Regions from separate parts of the Mus musculus genome. Here all the other regions are linked to region 1. The links are chromatin contacts, called in public Hi-C maps. All regions are on one chromosome and are shown on one strand. Each heading gives the region's core, a stretch centred on a gene start, on an enhancer-like site or on the middle of the called end of the contact. The rest is flanking DNA. Distances are from core to core; before and after follow the strand shown.

Region 1 (2,794 bases), core at 191-2,690:
AAGACAGAATGTGTTGCTTTCGACTCCTGTTCCCCAGTGAAGAACCTTTCTAAACTAAACTGTGGGAAAAAAAAAAAAAAGGTTTTTAACTGGGTCTATTAATGAATCAGTCTACTTACTGATAAATAGTGAAGCCAGTCTACTGATAAACAGTAAAACAAGAGCTGTGCTATGCTAACAGAGCTGGGTTTGCTATGTGAAAAAGTTTCTTGTTTTTATTTTTTGTTTTTGGGGACCGGGTCTCCTGTGGCGTTGGCCTCCAACGTACTTTAACCCAGGAAAAAAAATTTTAACTCACATTCTTTTTGCTTTCTGATATTTTCTGATGTTTCTGTAATAAGTACGGTTTGCTTTTGCAATGAAGAATGCTAAGGAAACTTCCTGCAGGGGTGAGGAAGAGAAAACTGTAAAGGATATTGAGAAGGGCCTCTTCACCCTGTTGAAAAAATCAAGAAAGAATTTAGAGAGTCACAGAGCAGGACGTGGTGGCCTGAACCGCTCTGGCAGGAGGACTGGAGTTGAAGATAGCCTGAGCTACATAAGCAAATTCCGGGTCAGTAGGTCTACAAACGGCTAAATCCTACTTCAAAAGAAATGAAATCGCTGGGCGTATTGGCACATCCCAGCAGAGGCAGACAGATCTTTATGAGTTCAAGGCCAGCCTGGTTTACACAGGGCGTTCCAAGCCAGATAGGACAGCATAGTAAGACTCTGTCTCAAAATAATAATAGATTTAAATAAAAAAAATAATAAAGCACAATAGAATTTTCACAAGGAGGCAGGGCGGCCAGCATACACCCCTGCAGGCATGGAGGCGCAGCAGAGTAGGGGTGTGGCATCAGGTGTGGCAGGGAATGAACGGAGTAAATACAGGATGAAGAAGGGTTTCAACTCAAGTCTCTGAACGTAGAAAGTTTCTGAGCAAAGTAGAACTGCTCAGATTAGCACCTAGAACATTCTAGCGGCCACCGTGCTCAACTAAGTGCGTTCAGTCCAGAAAGGTTTACAAGGAGGTGTCAGAGAGAACGCAAGCCAGGCAAATAGGGGCTCGCAGACTTGCCTCGGGAATCTGAAAAGGTTCTTAAGATTACATGGCCCTTGGGGGTCTTCCAACGTGAGCTCTTATGCAGAGCCCAGGATGAACTAGGATGAACGGGAAAGGCGAGGCCGGCACTTAACTCCCCGTAAAAGAAGTCGGGTACGGAGGTCCGGAAAGACCCCGAGACGGTGGGAAGAAGGAAGATGGAGGGAAAGAGGATCTTAGAAACCAGACGGCAAAAGTTAGGTGCAGAGAGAGCTCTGCACTGAGGGTGAAACCGAAGTCCCAGAACCTGGGTCTGGGGAGGGGATTAGAGCATGGGCGGGGCAGGTGGGCCGGGGGGCGGGGTCGGCATCCCTCCGCACATGCGCATAGCAGCTGGCCGAGCGCCGTAAGGAGTGGCACTTTTTAAAAGTGGAGCCTCAGGCCAGCCCCTAGCCGCAGCGTGTCTCAGTCGGTTGTCGAGTCCCTTCTGTCCCAGTCGTTCGTGCCTCTTGTCCCACGCAACTCCAGCTTGTACCATGCCGGTCAAAGGAGGTAGCAAGTGCATCAAATACCTGCTCTTCGGATTTAACTTCATCTTCTGGGTGAGTGAGAGGCGACTGTCGGCGCGCTCCTCTCCGAGGCCACCTGTTCTCAGGCCCGAGACGGCGTCCGGGGCGGAGAGTGTCCCGGCGGCCGAGAGCGCCGGGAGCCGCTGGTACTGCGCGCGCCAGGCGGACTCCGGGCGAGTAGAGAAAGGCGCAGCGGCTGCCAGCTGGCCAGGCGGGACTGGCAGGTGGGCGGGAGGAGCAAGTGGGTGGGAGAGCCGAGGGTCCTGGTGGCTCCGGCTGTGCACTTCGCTCCCGGGTCCTTCTACCGCCGAGTATTTGAGATGGGCTCTGTGCCTGCTCCCACCCGGAGCACCCCCGAGTGTGAGAGAGGAGTGAGGGAGGAGCGGAGCAACCTTTTCGAGTAACTCGATGCCCTCCCCGGCCCGCAAGGCTCCTTGCCAGCAGGGCAGTCGAGCGTCTCCCACTTCGGTGGTCCCACAAGTGACAAGGGGTGCTACGGAGGGAGAGGAAGTGGGTGTGGGGAGTCTTCCCTGCACCTGGAGGTCGGACATTCCTTGTTTAGGACCTGAACTCTCAACTGAAAACGTCCATGCCTCTCTCTAAGCTACCTGAAAGACTAGATTGTCTTGATTCTTTTTCAAGAGCGATAACTATCTTGGCTGTAGAGAACTCTGGGAGAGTTAAGAGAAAAGAAGGCGGGGAAGGTGCCTATTGGCGCCTCTAGATGGGATAAATCCGGTGTTTCTGCATTTCCCAGGTAATCAGGTACTGCGGGCTTGAAGCCTCGCTCTAAAAATGTCCAGGTGGGGCCAAGGGGAATGGCCGTTCACCTGCAGAGGGTCCAGAGGCAGGTGCTAGTAGACTCTACAGATGGGCCTCTGGGTAGGGCAACAAGAGAGTGTCCACTCTCCCAAAACTCAGGGACAGAAGCAAGGAAATACACGGAAGACCCTTTTGTCCTGATTCTGAGAGGGCACACTCCCAAACACAAATGGACGGAATTTGCTCCCAGGCAATCAGGAAAGAGCTTAACTAGGCAACTCCTGTGCCACCAGAGACTTTGAACAACAACAACTAAAAAGTCCACTATTCCCTTTGGAGCTGGCCACCGGGATGCTCACCATCTTCCAGCAACTGTAAGGTTTAATACTCTCCAGGGTTGCTTGGAAGTGTTGCACAACCTGCAGAGACTGCCCTGGGT
Region 2 (2,794 bases), core at 138-2,637, 990 kb before region 1:
CACTTGGGAGGCAGAGGCAGAGGCAGGTGAATTTCTGAGTTCGAGGCCAGCCTGGTCTACAGAGTGAGTTCCAGGACAACCAAGTCTATACAGAGAAACCCTGTTTCGAAAAACCAAATAAATAAATAAATAAACAACCAAATACAAAAAAATAAAATAAAAATAAAAAATAAAAATAAAAAGATATAGGTAAATAGGCAAGTGAGATGTTATTTTATCATTAATCAGCTTTCTGATACCATAACAAGATACACATGATAATTAACTTACAAAGACAAAGGGCTTCCTGAAGCTCGTGTTTTTAGAGATTCTCACCCCAAATCAGATGTAAGGCAAAGAAGAATCCAGGGATGTGTGACTATATTTGAGGTAAACTTCCCACTGATGTTAGAAGAGCTCCCATTAGATACTCCCTTCCTACTTCAGGTTTCCTCTTCTCAACAGTGTCCTTCTGTGGACCAAGCCCTCACTGGCCTGAACTTCTATTCCTTACAGAGGGACCAGTGAGCAAAAGGCTGACGAGAAGGAAACAGGGATCAATGGGATAAGATTAAATCTGAGGCTAGCAAGGACAGGTTCAGACCTAGGCCTGGAACCAGCCAACCTCAAAACTTGGAAGGAGGCCACCATTTGTTCTCAAGAGGTGCAAGTAACCTTCAGCTTCCGTGGATTCTGTAGTGAAGGTATGAGAGCTGAGGCCAGCAGTTCATCTTCGTTTTCTCTGACTCTCTATTCTCTCTGGACACCTCCACCATGGGAATTCTTCCCCAGGAGAGTCATGTAGGCTTAATAAAATACTTTTAGTTTTTGATGTATGTGCCATATGTTATGTATGTGTTGTGTTTGTATGTATGGTATGTATGTAAATTGTGGTATATATGTGTGTTGTATTGCATTATGTATGTGATACACTATGTGGTGTGGTATGTGTGTATGAGTATCTGTATGTATATGAGTCTGTGTGTGTGTGTGTATGTATATGAGTCTGTGTGTGTGTGTGTGTGTGTGTGAGTATGTATGAGTGTGTATGTGTTTTGTGTATGGCTGTGTTTGTTTTTGTGTATTTGTGTATAAGTGTGTACATATGAGTGTGTGTGTGTGAGTGTGTGTGTTGTGTGTGTATGTTTGTGTGTGTGGTTATTATTTGGCCCTAGTGATTTGGCCTGCAGAGAATATGGTTTTAGAGAGAGCTTAGTGTTAAATAGCCAAAAGGGCCCAGTCACAAGGGCCTCTTTGACTCACAGGAGCATGACATGAGAATGACCCCTTCATTTCGCTTGCTCTGTTAAGGGCATATTTGTCAGTGAGACCATGAGTCAGAGGACAGGGTCTCTCCTAAACTAAAAATAGAGCCACAGGGACAAAGAAAGCAAGGGAGAGGCTGTGGTTTGACCTTTCCTGCTTGAGAACTTGCGTGTGGCACAGGGTGAGTAAAAGTGGAGTGTGCAGGGAGAGGCACTCCCCTGGCTGCCTGCAGAGGGCATCTTCATGAGTGCCCAGTAGGGAGGCTTGGTGTGTGTGTGTGGGGGGGGAGGGGTGGTGGGGGTCGCTGAGAAGCACAAGCCATCGTGTCTTCCCCTTCCTCTTCACCAGCATAGCCACTGCTTCACAGCCAGGGGGAGCAGAGGGAGATGTCTGCCACCTGTGCATCATAGAGCATGCAGCCCCCCCCCCCCCCAAATTCAGTCTCTGACTTCGGATTCCTTAGAGGCAGCGTATGTTCTATAGTATCCTAAACAGGAACACAGCCCGGAGCAGTGAGGAGACATCACATGACGACCAAGCCATCAAAATGTGACAGAAGTATGTCCTGTGTCATGGAGCACTCCAGGGATATAAGGCCACTCACTATGTGCTGAGTGTAATGATAGACCATGCCCTTTAGTCCCTCTGACATATGGGTCTCAAATGCCACCTTGGCAACTTTCCCCATCGTATGTAGGTAGATGAGCGCCAAGGGCAAGCAGCCTTGCTGGTAAAGTCTAAAGTTTCTGGAGGTCACATGTTCTACCTCTAGCCCAACAGCAAGTGTTTTATGTGTTTCCCACCATATGCTCATCGCAGTAACTTAGAAGTCTCTGGAAATCAGGCCACAGAGGCAGTAGAATAAAAGGAGAAGAATGAAACATTGCCTCTACTCAGTTTTCCACTCACGAGGCTCCTGCTTCACACACACACACACACACACACACACACACACACACACACACACACACACACCTACACCTGCATCTTTCCTTGTGTCTTCCCCTCTCTGCTCACCTGGGAAACCATGCCTGCCTGTCCCTCCTGTTCCACAGCTTTGCACAGGGAGCCCTCCATCTGTGCATCAACCTATGGGACTCTCTCCTCTCCTTCAACTTCCAAATATGTGTCCCCCGAGTTTCTCAGTCTTATTATTCACAAGAGGCTTGTTCTGTTGGCTGCTATTATTTTGTGGGATTCCTTGTCCTATGCACTTTGGGATGTATGAGGGCTTTCTAAGCTTCCCAATTCAAGGTAAATTCAAGGCAAACATCTTACCCTCTCTGAAGCACAGTTCTCTCATCAGAAAGTTGGGGTGAATCATGGCCCCATGGGTTGGTTGGAAGGTGTAAAAGAGTAATGTGACAGTCTTGGTGTAATGGCCAGTACACAGGAACACTGTCTATTGGTATGGTCACGACTGGAGGCTGAGAGCATCATTTGTTTGTCTGCATATGTCTGCCCTCACCACACCAGTAGCTGAATGGGAAACCTGAAGATAGAGATACAATAACAACATGACCTTCAGGCGCAGCTCGCTACTGTCACC
Region 3 (2,794 bases), core at 136-2,635, 830 kb after region 1:
ACACCCAATTTATCTCAAACTTCCTACAGTTAACCCTCTACTTACGCCTCTCTCAGGTTAAAGTTATGCAGCCTTCCCCAAAAGTTCCAAGGACTTAAAAACCTACTGAATCGAGTCTCTGATCACTGATCTTGACCTAAGAATTCTTACCGGACTTTACAGCGATCCAATGCTAAGCACGGCTGTCTTCATCTCATAAGAGAATTAGATGCGGAGCAGTTAAATGGCTTGCCTGGGGGGTCTTACCGTTTGTGAGTAGCGACAAGAGTGGTTGCTACTCACAAACGGTAAAGAGTGGGACTCCTTTAACTTCAAAGTCCACACTTTTTCCATCATACCACGTTACCTCATGTATTAAAAAACCTCGAAGAGTGCGGTTTTTAAAAGACTATAAAATATATATATAATATATAACACAGCTTGTTGCGACATAAATTCAGGTACATCACATCCTTTGAACCATATGAATAATAGTCCCTTGGAACAAGCATGGAGTTTTTAAGGTTGTTAATAGTGCTGTTTCCCAAGCCCAGTGTAAGAATGTATTCCAGAGTAAATGACAGGTGGGCGGCTAAGGGGGAAAGCAATATGGTACAAGAAAATACTAGAAAGTGGACAGAAAAGAGATGAAAGTACACTATACGTTGGCAATACACAAAATAGACCGAGAAGACATAGTATGAAATAATCGGGCAGAGGAGGCCCGTAGGGCTAAAATATCTTAAGTTCGAGGGCCTATGCCTCTCGTAAGGAGAGCGCATGATGGGAGCTGTTAATAACAAATAAGTAGTACTCATGGCCACAGTCGAACTCTTGAGAGCCACAGACAGACATAGGTCGCAAGGGCACAGTCCGGCATATCGATGACAAGGCGGGAGGTGACTGAGGAGCCAAAGGGCACAGTATGGGCCAAAGAAAATGGGAAGAGGTTCAGAGGGTACGGGCCCCCAGACTTGAGACCAGACTTGTCTTCCCTTCGATAGCTGGCTGGTGTGCTTGATGACCCGCACCCCCAAGCCCTCCTGGGTCCCAGGTTCGGGGCAGACAGACAGGTCCTGTCCCCAGACCCCATTCTGCCCATTTCCTTGGGACTCCACGAGGGGGCAGAGGCAGGCAGGAGGGTCCTTACCCAGGAAGATGGAGAAGATGAGCCGCAGCGCCTGTTCCGACGCGCCCAGAGACGTCGCCAACTTGTTAAGGCTCAGATCCTCGACACCCGGCCACAGCCCCCGCATCTGCTCCAGCGTCTCTCCCATGTCCCCGTCCGCTGTAGACGCCATCTTAACTGCGGGCGCCCCCCGGGGACCCCCAGCTCCGCGCCCCGAATGTGGGCAGAACGCGGTGGCTTCACCCCCAATTCCGGCCGGGGGCCCGCCCACGGCGTGCGCATTGGCTGCGGGCCCGCCCAGAGCCTCTAGACCCACCCGATTATTGGTCGAGCCAGCCGGGGGCGGGGCCGAGCGCAGCAAGGTAGGAAGAGGGCGGGGCCGAGCGTTTGTAAGGCAAAGGTGACTCCCGTGAGGAAGGGAAACGGGCCGGGCCGGCGGGGCGGGGCGGGGCTTGCGATCGCGACCCAGCTGCTATTGGAGCAGGCGGGAGCGCGAGGCGAGGTGACAGTACAACTCGGTCCGGACGGCTCCGGGCAGGAGTGGGTCGGACGGGTGTCCGGCCGGCTTGCTCGCTGCCTTCCCATTGGTTGAGACAGGAGCAGGCGAGAGTCGGGGCGGGGGGGGGGCGGGGGGGGGCGGGGGCGTCACCAGACCGCGAGGTTACTCTCGGTCGCCGGCGCTGGGGTTACTGGGGCATGTAACGGAGCGGAGCGAATGTCTGCTGTCACCCCACGAGCGCCCCCTAACGGTGTCTCCTCGGGGGCGGGGGAGGGGGGGAGAGCGAGGGTCCTGCATTCCCAGCCCTTTCCTGAAGGCTCTGGGGGAGCCCAGGGGCCCAAGAACACCCTTTAATGCTACGTAGCTCTTCCCGATGCAGGTCCTTTTCGGTTGTTCAAGTACTGGGACTCGAACCGGTGCCGCGTGCACGCTCTCCTGCCGGAGCTACAACCCTAGTCCTTATGCAGAGTTCCCTTTCTATAGTAAAACGGACCTTCTCTCCGGAGGCAATGAAATTAGGATCTGCCTATTTATATTAAAAAGAGCCTACTTAACACTTGCCGCTTTAATTAACAGTTAGGCTAGTTTTGTCACGGCTTAAGTAATGTATGTTCCTGATGAAAGTTCAAGCACTAGAGGCATGAAGCAAAATAGGAGCCCTTTCCTCCTATGCAGTGTCACTTCCCACTGATTGACCCCAGGGAAAGTGACAGTGTATGGGGTGTGTAACAAAGGGGTTCACAAGTTCTTGTCCTAAAAAGTTCAGCTATGGCTTACACTTCCATGGCATTTTATACTTTTTTCCAGCCCCCCCCCCCCCTTTTTTTTTTTACTGGGAAATTGAACGTAGGCTTTACGTGTGCTAAGGAAGCATTGGACCACTGAGCTATGTCTCCTGCCTTTTCATATGTCCTTTTATTTATACTTAAAGGCATTTTTTTTTACATTTATTTGTGTATATATTGGGGTATGTTGGAGGAAGGGCTAGTTTTTGCCACAGAACACACATGAAGGCCAGAAGACAACTTTCAGGAGACTGCTCTGTCTTTTGCCATGTGGATTTTGACGATTGAACTCAGTGCTGGCAAGTGCTGTAACGCGCTGAGCTATCTCTCTGGCTCGCAATTATTTTAATTAATTAAATTTTAATTTAAAATGCTTTATTTTTAATAATAGGGTTGTGCCTC
Region 4 (2,794 bases), core at 111-2,610, 580 kb after region 1:
AACAATGGCTTCCCTTTTTTTCTAATTGGGGGGGGGGGTCGGGAAGGGGCAAGATGTATTGCTCAGGATGCCCTCAAACTAATGGCAATCCTCCTGCCTCAGCTTCCCAAGTGCTGAATAGGTCATCTGGCTAAAGGTGATGTTTTTTATTAAGGAAATAAAAATGATTAGGAAAAGGTGAGGGGTAATAATGACAGATCACACACACACACACACACACACACACACACACACACACACACACACCCCAAAGACAATCTTTTCCCAAAGCCCAGCCTTCTTCTTCATCCACCGTTCGGGCCTCAGACTGACAGGCCAGCCCGTCTCTTTCTGAATCTTAGGGTTCTCAAAAAATTATCTAAAGATTCTGAACCTAGGGGTGAGGCGCTGAGGACAAGGAACCCCGTATCTGGGCCCGTGTGTGCAAAGGACAATTGAATTCAGAAAGACTGGGGGGAAGACAGAGAAGAGCTACGAGAGGGAAAATGTACAAGGACAATCGGAAAGAGTTGAAAATTAGCTAAGTTTATAGGGCCAGGTGATAATCAGGTAAGAAAACAGTGTTATCTGGAGCAAAGTAAATTGAGACATAAGAGATGTAGATGGTTGTAAGGGAGGGGTCTCGGTCTATATGAATGAAGAGGTGAAGAGAAACACAAGAACCAGGCAATTAAGTGAGGTGAGACAGGTAAGAGGAGAGAAGAATAAAGAGGCAGACGAGAACATCAGAGGGCCCCTCACATCCCCCGAAACAGACTGGAAGGAACCCGACAAGGACCACAAATGTCAAGTCCAGCCGAGAGGCCCAGGCTGTCCTTTGTACTCTCACTTTCCTCCTCAAGGCCACCTAGAGAAGGCGGACAGGAGCGAGAAATGGAAGTGGCTCTGCAGCCTTCTTCCTCTCCTTTCAGCTTTTGGTTTCTCAAATACCTGCCCAGCCTCTACATCTACAGCCCCACTCCCTGCACCCCCACTTTAGCAAAATCCCAGGGCTAAAAGGAGGAGGTCAGCAGGAGTCTGGCCAGTCCGCCCCCAGGAGCCAGACTCCAGCTTGCAGGCAGTAGGCTGGCATTTGGAGCGGTGTCTCCCCGCAGGAACCCCACCCCTTCCCACCTCCTCGCCCCACTCCGCTCGCTCCCGAACCGTCAGTCTCTCCATTCCCCCGCCCGGTCTCGTCCTTCCTCCTGTCCCGCTCGCTCTCCCGCCCTTCGCTTTCATCCTCCTATCCCCACCTCTCCAACCTCCTCTTTCATCCCCCTCCCCTCTCCTCTCCTCCCCGCTCTCGCCTGCCCCACCCCTGGGAAGCCCCTCCCGTCGGGCAGCGCCGCCTTAAAAGCGGGTTCCCTTCCCGGGGGCGGCAGCGGCTGGTCGGCGGCAGCTCTGCTGGTGCGGGGGCGGCGAGCAAGACCGAGCGACCGCGACCGGAGCGCGCCGGCCACCGCCCGCATCGTCCTCCCGCCTGCCCGCCCGCCCGCCCTCCGGACGGCCGCAGCCCTGCGGGTCTCTGCTCGGGACCCACCCCCGCCCCACCCCGCGCGCCTCTGCCGCCTCTTGCAGCGAGCCAGCTTGCCGAGCGGCCGTCGCTGCCGCTGCCGCCGCCGCCACCGCGCCAAGTTCCGGCCGCGGCCACCCTCCGCCGTCCAGGGCTCCTCCGCCTCGGCCCCGGGACCCCGGCTCCCTGCCAGCCCCGGCCCCGGCACCATGTCGGAGAAGAGCGTGGAGGCAGCGGCCGAGCTGAGTGCCAAGGTACGGGCAGGGGCGGCGGCGGCGCGGCACCCGGGCGGCCCCGGGATCGGCGCGGTCCTTCGCGCCCGGTCGCCCCCGACGGCCCCGAGCGGCCCTGGCGCCCGGTCCCCGCGGACCCCGCTGCGCCCTCCCCCCGCTCGGAGCCCGGCGCTGCCTATCCCGCTCGGCACCACCGGCGCCCTCTAGCGGCCCAGCGCGCCGTGGCTCGGGCCTCACCGCCCGGCCTGCGCCCGGCCCCGCCATCCCCACCCCTCTCGTGCCCTGCCTGCCGCGCCCGCCTCTGCCCGGTCCGCCTTCTCGTCGGAGAGCGGCGCCTCTAGCTTCCCGGGCCCCATGTCCGAGCCGAGCCCCCAGGTCTCTTGCCACTATGACCTCACCTTTCCTCTGCTAAGCGGTTTGGGATCCTCAAGTGTAAACAGGACTCTCCCGGGAGGCTACTCCTCGGCTCCTCCCCTTGCCGCCCGACCGTCTGTCCTCGTCCCTGAAGGGCTGCTCCTCTCCACCCCCCCTTTTTAATTTTTAAAAAAATTTTTTGCCCATCTTCATTTGTTCTTCCTCTACTACCGATTTCCATTTTTTTTCCATTATCGCCTCCCCTCATGTTGAATTTCTAAAAATCAGAAAGACGGAGAAACGAGCCTTCGAAAAAGCTGGAGCTCAGCATCGCCTGACCATACGTCAAGCTATCTTTGCTCTCAGCAGCTGCCTTTCCCGGCCTCATCCCTTTGCCCTTGTCTCTCTTTCAGCCTTCCTCTAATTTCCCCAGGGAAACTGCGGAGTGCCGCTTAGGGAAATTAATGCGGCCAGGCTTGGGGGCTGGGAGCCCAGTCTTTTTTTTTTGGGGGGGGGGGCGCAGTATAGTTCTCGAGGTCCAAGTGGAAGGAGGGAGCTGATAGGATGAAAGGCAGTGGGAAGAGGGGACATGTGAGATCTGATAAGGTGTGCCTGTGTGGCCCTCCGGTGGGTTGTGCGGTGGCATGTGACTTCACCGAGTAGGCGTCTTTGTATGTCTGAGATCCAGCGAGTGTGTGGGACCGCCCGTGTCAGT

Evidence for each region. A called contact is a pair of places that touch in the nucleus more often than the background predicts.
Region 2: a contact with region 1 is called in a Hi-C map of muscle stem cells, with 3 times the contacts expected there. The contact joins the enhancer-like site here to the promoter of Cd9 in region 1. A contact is called at or near these places in 3 of 39 promoter capture datasets (embryonic stem cells, frontonasal cranial neural crest and hippocampal neurons), 2 of 484 Hi-C or Micro-C datasets (embryonic stem cells and muscle stem cells), 3 of 115 datasets of contacts at active chromatin or transcription factors (astrocytes, embryonic stem cells and forebrain) and 1 of 9 other capture datasets (embryonic stem cells).
Region 3: a Hi-C map of B cells shows a contact between it and region 1, with 5 read pairs. The contact joins the promoter of Lpcat3 here to the promoter of Cd9 in region 1. A contact is called at or near these places in 2 of 484 Hi-C or Micro-C datasets (B cells and CD4 T cells) and 1 of 115 datasets of contacts at active chromatin or transcription factors (pancreatic cancer cells).
Region 4: a contact with region 1 is called in a Hi-C map of uterus, with 4 times the contacts expected there. The contact joins the promoter of Ptms here to the promoter of Cd9 in region 1. A contact is called at or near these places in 1 of 484 Hi-C or Micro-C datasets (uterus) and 1 of 115 datasets of contacts at active chromatin or transcription factors (pancreatic cancer cells).

The regions. Positions count from the first base shown.
Region 1 is chr6:125,493,406-125,496,199 of GRCm38.p6, reverse strand. It overlaps Cd9 (CD9 antigen), which reads left to right and starts at 1,440. Exons shown (of 8, transcript NM_007657.4): 1 at 1,440-1,626. The coding sequence starts at 1,561. It overlaps Gm26728 (a long non-coding RNA gene), which reads right to left and starts at 2,767. Exons shown (of 6, transcript XR_869432.2): 1 at 2,715-2,767; 2 at 299-436.
Region 2 is chr6:126,483,669-126,486,462 of GRCm38.p6, reverse strand. Gm38899 (a long non-coding RNA gene) reads left to right here. Exons shown (of 5, transcript XR_869437.2): 5 at 1-194. Among named protein-coding and RNA genes, the nearest start is that of Gm38899, 30 kb to the left of the region's middle. Within about 2 kb of position 1,387, at least 26 of the 459 cell types and tissues checked have an H3K27ac peak or open chromatin away from gene starts, as enhancers often do. A contact at or near this core is called in muscle stem cells, where this site is marked.
Region 3 is chr6:124,661,695-124,664,488 of GRCm38.p6, reverse strand. Lpcat3 (lysophosphatidylcholine acyltransferase 3) reads right to left here and starts at 1,385. Exons shown (of 13, transcript NM_145130.2): 1 at 1,130-1,385. The coding sequence starts at 1,280.
Region 4 is chr6:124,916,512-124,919,305 of GRCm38.p6, reverse strand. It overlaps Ptms (parathymosin), which reads left to right and starts at 1,360. Exons shown (of 5, transcript NM_026988.2): 1 at 1,360-1,746. The coding sequence starts at 1,702. It overlaps A230083G16Rik (RIKEN cDNA A230083G16 gene), which reads right to left and starts at 2,443. Exons shown (of 2, transcript NR_152158.1): 1 at 2,124-2,443.